3 separate regions of the Mus musculus genome follow, and regions 2 and 3 are each linked to region 1. A link is a contact called in public promoter capture Hi-C data. All regions are on one chromosome and are shown on one strand. Each heading gives the region's core, a stretch centred on a gene start, on an enhancer-like site or on the middle of the called end of the contact. The rest is flanking DNA. Distances are from core to core; before and after follow the strand shown. Region 1 holds the start of Dhfr (dihydrofolate reductase). Region 2 holds the start of Vcan (versican). Region 3 holds the start of Ap3b1 (adaptor-related protein complex 3, beta 1 subunit).

Region 1 (3,389 bases), core at 421-2,920:
AGGAGCAGCAGGGCTCCTTCCCTACACAGGAAAACAAAGCTCAGCACTCCCATGATCCCCTCTGCCTTCTGGGGAAGCCAGCAGCTGAGAATACTTAGTCTCTGGCACTCACCAGGGTGGTGAGCTGCTACTGAGATGTTTTCTTCCTCCTTCTCTGGAACTTTCCTTGCTTTTTTCTTAGTGGGCCCACCATTTCCCAGTGACCTCTTCCTGCTGTCACCTTCTGTCACCTGTATCGGGAAGGTTGGAAATGGTGTATTAACACTATTCTAAAGCTTGAAGTCTCTGGAGTTATTTAACCTTGCTGCAGAATGATAGTAAGTTCCTGCCTGCCACTCTACTTTTTACTCTGAAAAGGCTGTTGGGGGTGACTGTTTTTGCCATCAGAGACAGAAACTGGCAGGAACAGTCTCTCATTACCTCACATTCTACTAAAATTATGTGGAATTCTCTACTTTCCTACTCATATGTTAAATAAAATACTTCTACAAGATCAATTTTAAAAAATCTATTTTCAAAATGCAAAATTATAGAAGGAAGAGGAGTAATAAACGACCAATGTATTTCCTGTTTCAAAGCTTCCATTCACTATTAAAAGATGTCCTGAGACTATCTGTTGGCAGATAATCTATGAAAAACTTAAAACTTTTGCCTAATATCCTCTCAGTGGTGAGTGCAAAATGAATCTTAGTGAATGTACAGAAATAAAAAAAAAGCCTTAAAAAGAGAGAGTAGAGCATTAGTCAGTATTGGAAAGAAATATAAATGAAATGGGTTAAGATTCTTAAACTGATTTGCAACTGCAGTAAAATACAGGAGATGCCCGTTACAATCACCTTCTACATCTTCAGTCTGGGAAATGACCGAGGCCTTAACTCACCCTGAACAAGTGTGACACATTGCCAGCTAGTGTGGGAAACATCCTTGGGCCTGTGTTTGTGGCAGTATCACGATGGGGTTTTGGTTTTGTTTCTCTTTGCTTTGCTTTGAACTATCTGATGGGCTGCAAGCAACAGGAAGTAGCCAACTATAAGCATGTACAGAAACTTCATCCATCTAAATGCTTACACTGGAAATCTGTACAGTAAAACGATATTCTGGCACGGGGATCAGAAAGACAGAGCACATGGTTTTGAATTCTGAGAAACTAGCCTTAATGACAGCTTTCTTCTAGTCAGCCAAGCAAGCATATGTAAATAAAGCTCCTCTTCAACCATCAATACAGTAGGGAAAATGTAAAGGAAAGAATGAAGAACAGAGGTTAAAAAACGCATCCTGGGCCGGCCGGCCAGTCCTCGCCATTCACCACGATAGAAGTTTCTGGCTCGGGTTCCGGCTACCGACTGGAAGCACCAAGACCTCAAATCTATTACCGCTGGTCGGGTAAAAAAGTCAACTAAAACAAGGACCAGAAGAAGCCGCCACCTTAAGCCTTCCCTGGCCCCGCCCCTTAGCCCTACCCACCATTAATAAGCTCTCCATAAGGCCTCCGCTTCCGGCCACGACGGCTACGCACCCGCCCCACCCTGACCCCGCCCCTAGCGGTCCGGCCCCACCCCGCCCTCTAGCTCCGCCCCGTCCCAGACAGAACCCGCCCGGGACGGCCTTCGCCTAGGTGGACGCTAGGGGCGCCGCGGAGCCGTACTTTACCTTCTCTGCTGGCTCCGTGGAGGACGCGCTGGATCTTAGGCTTCCCGCAGACCTGAAGAACCGGCTTAGAACCGTTTGCCTCCCCGGGCCTGGGCCGGCGGCAGTAGAGCCTCCCGACGCGGATTTCCCGCGGGGCATTGCAGTGTGCAGAAGAGCCGGCCTGCTAGGAGCGCGAGCGCGCGGCCGCACTTTCTCGCGCCTGCGCGCGCGCACGCCTCAACCTGTGCGGGACCGGCCTTGGGGGCGGAGCCTTAGCTACACAAATAGAATGCGCGGCGGGCCTTGGTGGGGGCGGGGCCTTAGCTGCACAAATAGGATGCGCGGCGGGCCTTGGTAGGGGCGGAGCCTTAGCTGCACAAATAGGATGCGCGGCGGGCCTTGGTGGGGGCGGGGCCTAAGCTGCGCAAGTGGTACACAGCTCAGGGCTGCGATTTCGCGCCAAACTTGACGGCAATCCTAGCGTGAAGGCTGGTAGGATTTTATCCCCGCTGCCATCATGGTTCGACCATTGAACTGCATCGTCGCCGTGTCCCAAAATATGGGGATTGGCAAGAACGGAGACCTACCCTGGCCTCCGCTCAGGTATTGGCCGGGCTGGGCTCGGGAAACTGAGGCGGTTCACTGAGTAGGGTCATGCACTTGGCTTGGACGCGCGGGACGGGCGTGAGCGGTAGGCCTACCGGCCTCAGCCAGAGACCAAGCTACCGGTTCCCGCGGTGATCCCCCTGCTGTGCCAGCCTTTGCTCACAGGCTCCCTGGCCGGGAGCAAAGTCCTGTCCTTGAGCGGGCAGCAACACCACCCCCCACACCCACACCGGACTTGCACCTTTCGTCGCTGAATGGAGCCTGAGCATACATGACGGGTTAACTGTTTCTCTAACTTTCAGGAACGAGTTCAAGTACTTCCAAAGAATGACCACAACCTCTTCAGTGGAAGGTAATGTAGAGTAATTAAGTCATGAGAATTATGTTTGCTTGAAGCAAGATTTACATGGTAGAGGTATGAGTAGAAAGTCTCCCCTGGGAATCTGGGATCTCTGTTTCTTGCTAGAAATTTTTGTGCGATTCCCAGATTTTATTAAACATCCTCTTAGAATACTCTATGTTTGAAATTTTGTTAGCAAGTGCATATAGCTCGAATATAACTGGGCAGAATCGGCAGCAAAATTTAGCACTTTGAATAGAGACCTGAGCCGGTATTTAGAATTGTTACTGAAAGACAGAAGACTTGAGTAAATGGAGAAAAATGCAGGGGAGAAGAGGCTAAAAATAATTTAAATCTGTTGGCTTTAGGAAGACACGGTGGGATGAAGGCTGTGGTCTTCAGTGAGGCAGTCTGGGTGACTGACTTTAAAAGAATGGGGAGTGGTGTGCAATAATTATAAGGCAGTTTCCCATTACTTGTGATTGTAAGGACATTCGCTGTAATTCTTCCTAACAGACATGTTTGCTTATTGCTTATCATTGTAGGAGAGGAGGGCAGAGCTGATGGGAAAAAGAAGTCAGCAGTGTAGATGTTGAACATTAGTAGAGAACATAGTAGGTCACTGTGTAGACAGGTTGACAAATGCCATCTTGGGGGCGTGGCACAAAACATGCACACAAGCCACCTATTCATGTTCTCTACTGAGTAGCCTGGCGTTGGGATTAATGAGTCTGATGGCCAGCTGTGCTGCTCTTTCTACGATGACTCCTCAGTTCTTAGAGGGCACACTGTGAGCAATCTCAGCACAGCAAGA
Region 2 (3,389 bases), core at 323-2,822, 2.6 Mb before region 1:
GCCTACTCAGGGCAGTAGGACTTTCTCAGCCAGGGCGTCCCCGGGGAAACCCGGCACGCACTCTCCACAACCACTCCACCAGCCCGTAAAGTTGCTCAACTCAAGTGGAGAAATGGGAGCGGATGAAGATACAGAAGGGAACAGAGGACTGCTGTAATCCAGGCGAGAAGACTGCACCAATTGGTCCCCAACTCGAGTCTCCACGCCACCTTTGTCTGGAGAATCTATGGGTCCTGGTTTGCTAGTAAAGATTGGGGGACAAGCCTTCATTTCGTTTTCCAGAGCGAGGGGGGAGATACTGCACACCCCTCCAGTTCAGGGAAAGCTTTCCCGCCCAGGAGCCTCCCAGACCTCTACGGTGTTCCAACAACCCCACCCCCATCCAATGCGCCTTCCCGGCTGGCTCGGGAGCACCACGCGCAGGACAAAAGAACACAGGGGCAACGTGAGAGAGCTTTGACAGCCCTCAAGTCATCAAAGAAAAGCAGCCCCAGGACCCTACCCAACCCCTGCCAGATAGCCTCCCACATTGCCTGAGGGGTTGGGGGAAAGGGTCATGTCCGTGCAGGTCCTGGGCCGCTAAAGTATCCTGCTGCCTTGTCAGGAGCTGCCCAGAGGTGACTTTCCAGGAACCAAAGATACTGACCACACACACGGAGCCAGGAAACCAGGTGGTCTGCCCTAAGGTGGTTTCAGGGGCTTGCATTTGGGCAAGTTTGGGGACTCTCCATTCAAACTTTTGCCTCGACCACTTTAAAGAGAACAAAATCAAGGTGTGAGGAGTCCATTCCATTCCTCCAACTCAAGATAGCAGGACTTTTCTAGGATTTCGCTACAAAATCCCTTCCCCCTATTCGGTTTGTCCTTTTCCTCTACCCCACCCCGGACTTCTTTTGTCTAGCTCTTTTTCAGCACCAAGGTCTATCTGAATTCATCTCTTTAACAAGTTACCTTCATGTTTGAAAGTGCGCACATTTTTCTAACTTCGCCTTACAGCTAGTCCTCTTGGCTTTAATTAAAGCCCTCTTCCAATTACAATGTGAGTCTTTCCCCCTACTAAGCTGGACGGTTTTCTTTTCCCAACAAGTTTTCCCTCTTTCTTTTAAATGGGGGAACAAAAGAAAAGTGATTACCTTGAAAGGCGGCTTACTGCAGTTTTCGGGGTGGAAATTCACTGCTGAGCTGTGAGAAAGGGCTCCGCGTTGCCCCGGAAGATCACATAGGAAGCGCGGTGGCCTGGGGAAGGGTGCAGCGAGTGCGGGACAGAGCTGGAGAGGAGAGAGGATGCGCTGGTAGCGGCAGATCCTTGTCCCAGCGCTTGGCCACAGCACCTAATGCTCACAGCTGCTGCGCCCGCGCTCCTTGAGTTCTTCGCCCAGAAAGGCTCGGGGCAGCTCGCCTGCAAGTTCAAATGCGGGTTGTGACACCCACCGTCATTATATCACTGTACCGTCAGAGCCGAGGAGGAGACTCAGCGAGAAGGAGGAGGGAGAGGAGGAGGAGGGTTCATTCACAGGCTCCTGAAGAGCTCCGTAGCTCAGTCACTCCAAAGAGCCCAAGCTTGGAAACAGGCGGAGGGGCGGAAAGGAGCTCCCTCAGCCTGCGGTAGGGACCGCCTGCCTCCCTGGCCAGGCACTCCCACCTCTCAGCGTTTCTTCCTGATGAGAAGTACCAATCGGCTGGGGGTGGGGGGAATCCGTGCTCCTCATTCAACGACTCGGTACCACCTCGCTGTGCAGTCTCAAACAACTGCCTTCCCACCCATCCCCACCCCACCCCCTCTTCCCCGCCCTGGGCTGCTACTTCTGAATTAGGGGAAAGGAGTCCCCAGGCTCTGCTGCGGCCAGCAAGCACAGAGCAATTAAGTATGGTCAGTCCTTAGGAGCGGACGGGACTCTATAACATCAGCCAAGAACTTGCGTATAATGTGTTTAATGCGACCACGGAGCTTGCTCGTCCCATCAGAAGAGGTGTCAGGCTCAATGCTCCTGCCAACCTGAAAGAGATACTGAGAAAGTGAGATCCCAAGCCCCAGGGAGACGCAAAAGCTTTTCGTGACTGCTCTCCCTAGGGAACTGCCCAATGGGGAGCCCGCGGCATCAGGCCCTACACAAAGACCCTGGCAATAAAGGGTTGGACAGGAAATCCCCCCAAGCAATCCCTTGTCCCATTCAAAGAGAATCCTTTCTCTGACACAAATCCGCGTCTTTCCTTAAATGTATTTCGCTTCCTTCCTTCTTCCATACCTCTGTCTTTCACAGGATATCTTGCAGAATTTTCTGCCTAACTCAGATTTCTTTGACTTACCAGTCTTTCCATGTTGTCTGGAAATGGAATCTTTCACGTTCGCAATTTTTTTTTTCCCCTACTCAGGCTTATCCATCGATGTAAACAACATCAATATAGAGAAGCACACCCTTCACTGAATCACAAAAGACTCCATTAGGACCTTAAAGAGCAAAGGGTCAAACAGTTAATACAAAGGATTTCTGACCCTCACAAAAGGGCGACTTTGAATTTTCCGTTACGTTGAAGTCTAGTATGAGTTTCTAGAGAGAGGACAAAATAAGTTCGCAAGACATGTCGAAGTAACTCTCAGGGTACTGAAACAATTACAAACTTTTCCTCCTACACCAATATGGAAATATCCTTGTAATTATTGACTCTGAATGTTTTGCTTAGAGAATGACATCAAACACAGGGCTTCAGAAACGGTAGTGATTAACGCAGAGAGTTTGTCTTTACCCTGGATTTCTTTAATTAGATTGGCTGCCAACCACAGTTCTAAAGTTGTAACCTAGACCCTTCTGCATGTGGGCTCCTTTTCTAAGGTTTGTAGATTCAATATGATCATAGATCTTAAGTGATAAACATGTGGTAGGATTATCAGTACAATTTCATCCCCCGGTGTGTATTTCATGTGTCCTTTTACTTACACTCACTGTAGTGAGTGACTTAACTGTACTACGGGCCATTTCGAAATCAGTTTGGCTTACAGTGACTTATTTAACCTTTATGCGACGATTGTACTGCCATTACTAAAACTGAAATTTCATCCCATATATTGTGCAGAATGAGAGCCACATCTTGACATCAGACTTCAGTCACTGCATTTAACATGCCAACACAACCAGGTATGGAAAGAGACTCACCCCAAGCTTGCACAGACCAGAGATGCTTATCAGAACACAGCTCTTGAATCAATAGGAATTCATTCAGAAAGAAGAAAAATAAAATATAATGAATTTCCATTATTATTTATATTCCAGGCATTGGGGTAGATAGATTTTTTCTCTGAAACGCTTCAAGTTATTATCATTAATTTATTTCTTAAATTCAAGTGAACCTAGTTTGAGTTTTACAGTTAAGTGGTTTGCCCAAGGCTACTT
Region 3 (3,389 bases), core at 330-2,829, 2.0 Mb after region 1:
CTTTTGGAGTGTCTGAAGACAGCTACAGTGTACTTACATATAATAAATAAATAAATCTTAAAAAAAAGAAAATACCTAATAAAATAATAATAAAAAGAAAATGAACTATTCAAGATAAATTGGATTAACATGTCCATGTGAAAAAAAAACTCACATGAAAGATAATCATATTCATTATCAACATGAATATAAAAATTAATTAGAACACAAAAATCTATATCACATTATGACAAAATTATGAGAATGTGAGGAAATCCCTCTCATACGTAAATGGTAGGAGAGCAATTTAGAATATCTAGTAAAAGCGTTTACATTCCAAAATAAAAACAATTATATACTCAGGTATATTTTGTACTGAGGATGTGTTCACATTGTCATTACTTGACAAAATAAGCAAAGCCTAGTGTCTTCCCGTAGTAAATGAATTTATCCATGCACACCACTTAGTATAGTGTCTGGGGTATAAGCTAAGCATCATATAACACCTTGTTATGTATCATCACCATCGATCAGTCAGTCGTAGGAGAGATTCTACAAATCTATCAATATCATCAACACTGGGAAGAAACATATTTGCGATGCTCGAACACTGTCTGGATAGGTGTATTGAAAAGCTAATTAACCGCCAACGTTTGGTCAGTTTGGAGGCTGATTGCTCCTCTCTCTCCTAGCACTAAGGAGGAGCGTGTTTTCCGAGAGACAACGCAATCTTTCAGTCAAGTCGAGAAATCTTGGTGGGACCTTGGTGTTTGCCTGGTGCTACCCTTGGGTTTTGGTGATTTGCTGCAGGGCTGCAGGTATTCAGTCCTTTCTGGACCGCATGTGTAGGGAAAGAGGAACGAAGGAACGGTAGTCACCAGGGAGGCTGGTGAGGGTCCTCTTGGAAAGCTGCCCGGGACAGAAGGGTTGCAGTTCTGCAGCCAGAAACCATCCCATCTTGCTGCTTAGGTGTTGTTGGAAAGCCACTTGCCCAAGAGTGGAAGCAGGCGGCGCTCGGAGGAGAGCGCACTCCAGCTTCTGGCCCAGGCTTAGCTCGCGGCAGCTGACTGCGGGCAGGACGCAAGCCTCGAACTTCAAGTAAGAACCTCGGGCCCCAGGAAAAACTTAGGCAAAGCTTGCAGGCGGATGATCGCCTCCGCGCAGATCCTGAAAGCCTCCTCCGAAGGAGGAGCTTTCACGTCTAGAACGTCAGGCCACTCTGGCTGTGAGAGGGGCGGAAGCCAGCCTCGAGGGCTGAGAGCTTGTGGCCGCTGAAGCCAAGTTCTTCCGACCTGTGCACCGCGTTTCAGGAGCCATCGGGGAGCGATCAGTGGACAGCAGAAGAGAAGCAACGAACCCTGGAGGATCTGAGATCTCCTCCACCAAAACGCATCCAAGGGCCTCATATCCAGTTCTTTACGTGCCCACGACTCTCCGGCTGACCCGGTGCAAAACCCCAGCTTCCTGTTAAGGGTCCCGAGTGTAGCTTCCCGGCAGCCCCTAACACCCGGAGCGCGACAATCTAGCGCACCGGGAGCGGCAGGCGCGGGCCCGCACGGACACAGTGCGCACGCGCAGGGGGTGGGCCGCCCGGTCAGCCGGAGCAGTGACGAGCCCGGAAGCGCCGGCGCGCGCCCCCTCCGCCCCAGAACTAGTTTGGTTCGGTGTCCTCCGAACGCCAGCCATCCGTAGAGGACCCCGCACGCTCTCTCCCGCACCCGCCTGCTGGCCAGCACCGCCCGCGATGTCTAGCAACAGTTTCGCCTACAACGAGCAGTCGGGAGGAGGGGAGGCGGCGGAGCTCGGGCAGGAGGCCACCTCGACCATCTCTCCCTCGGGCGCCTTCGGCCTCTTCAGCAGCGATTGGAAGAAGTGAGGACCGGGGTTCGGGGTGCGGGAGCGCTGCCGGGACGCGAGGCGGCCGCCCGGGCTGCTCTCGGTTCCTGGGGAACCTCCCTGCCGCCCCCGCTGCGGTGGGTCGGTGGGTGGGTGGGTGGGGGTGGCCCCGCCGGGTGCGGGGCTTGTTGGGGACGTCTGGGGACGCCCAAGGCGGCGCCTGTGGTCTTCAAACTTTGGTGTGTGTGGGGGGGAAAAAGCAAACCAGTTGGTGAGCCGAGGTTCCACTTCCCAAACCGTTGACTGAGTTGATCTGGGCTGCGCACAGGAGTTTGAATTTTGAACTTCTAGTGAATTTGAGGTCTACAGGATCAGACCTCGAGAAAGTCATTTATTTAAAGGTGACGAGGGTATTTGGGGAAGGGAGTGGGGAGTGGGCCTGCTGCTTATTGGGACCCTATAATGTAGGGACTAAGCGGTGGTTTGGGGGTTTTGTATAAATGACAAACTTATTTTTTCTACCACCTTTGGCGTTTTTCATGTGATGATCTTTGCACCAGGGTACTTCCCCGCCCCCACTGAAGCACTGAGATAATATTTAAATAGAGTGTTGTTGTGAACCAAACCCAGTTCTAGTTCTTTACAAATAGTATGAATTTTAAAAATAAGCACCAACCGTGTATACTGATTTTTGTAAAAAGTTACTTATGGTTCGCGTCAAATACCGCCAAGAATTGAAAACATCCTTAGCGGGTTCTGTTTTAGTTTGGGTTTTACATTTTGGCGTGTTGATGGGCTGTGGATAAATGTACAGAATTATGACAACTTAGATTATTTGTCGTTCCCCTCCCTTTTCTTTCTGACAGGGTCTCACTGTGTAACCTTGGCTGGCCTGGAACTCACTAGGTAGAGCAGGCTAGCCTGAAACTCAGAGAAATCCTCCTGCCTCTGCTACTCCAGTGCACACACCACCATGCCATTACACATTCTTTTTAAATTTTTGTTCTCTTATTGTTACGCAGTATAGTAAAACATAATAGACTATCACTAGATTCTACCCACTTAAGGTAAGGAAACTTGGTTGATAGTTTTATGGATATTAAGAGGTGTAACTAAAATAATAATTGGTGGGGAAGGTGGTTAGAGACAATCTTGTTCTGTAGCTCAGGTTGGCCTCAAACTGGAACTTGCCATTCTCCTGCCTCTGCCTCCCAGGTGCTAGTAGCTGAAATTGAGATTAAGATTTGACTCTATTGATTAACATCTTGTATAAAGCATATTAATTATCTTTGTGTTCATTATTTTCAGGATATGAAAGTGTAAAACATAATAGATGTCTTCTGTCTTTGTGTGCATTTGTGTGACTGATTGATCCAACAAGGAGTTTTTGGTAACTCCACATTTCCCTCAGTAGAAGGTCTCAGTTGTTGAATTTGCCTGTGACTTGGGGTACACTTAGTCAGCCTTTCTGACGCGTAAGCATCTGAGGTGTTTTTTCCTTTTCTTTTAGATCATGTAAAAGCTTGGGCCTGATTTGGGAAGAATGCATGGCTTTCTAGTGCAGTTGATGTTAG

Evidence for each region. Promoter capture Hi-C pulls out the DNA fragments that hold promoters and counts their contacts.
Region 2: a promoter capture Hi-C map of pre-B cells shows a contact between it and region 1, with 5 times the contacts expected there. The contact joins the promoter of Vcan here to the promoter of Dhfr in region 1. A contact is called at or near these places in 1 of 39 promoter capture datasets (pre-B cells) and 1 of 115 datasets of contacts at active chromatin or transcription factors (astrocytes).
Region 3: a contact with region 1 is called in a promoter capture Hi-C map of pre-B cells, with 2.8 times the contacts expected there. The contact joins the promoter of Ap3b1 here to the promoter of Dhfr in region 1. A contact is called at or near these places in 1 of 39 promoter capture datasets (pre-B cells) and 2 of 484 Hi-C or Micro-C datasets (CD4 T cells and CD8 T cells).

The regions. Positions count from the first base shown.
Region 1 is chr13:92,353,113-92,356,501 of GRCm38.p6, forward strand. It overlaps Dhfr (dihydrofolate reductase), which reads left to right and starts at 1,671. Exons shown (of 6, transcript NM_010049.3): 1 at 1,671-2,232; 2 at 2,538-2,587. The coding sequence starts at 2,147. It overlaps Msh3 (mutS homolog 3), which reads right to left and starts at 1,891. Exons shown (of 24, transcript NM_010829.2): 1 at 1,651-1,891; 2 at 113-230. The coding sequence starts at 1,788. It also overlaps the pseudogene Gm19308.
Region 2 is chr13:89,740,940-89,744,328 of GRCm38.p6, forward strand. It overlaps Vcan (versican), which reads right to left and starts at 1,573. Exons shown (of 15, transcript NM_001081249.1): 1 at 1,134-1,573. All of the region lies in intron 1 of Gm4117 (a long non-coding RNA gene), which reads left to right.
Region 3 is chr13:94,357,381-94,360,769 of GRCm38.p6, forward strand. Ap3b1 (adaptor-related protein complex 3, beta 1 subunit) reads left to right here and starts at 1,580. Exons shown (of 27, transcript NM_009680.3): 1 at 1,580-1,851. The coding sequence starts at 1,724. It overlaps Gm9776 (predicted gene 9776), which reads right to left and starts at 1,543. Exons shown (of 1, transcript NR_045619.1): 1 at 1-1,543.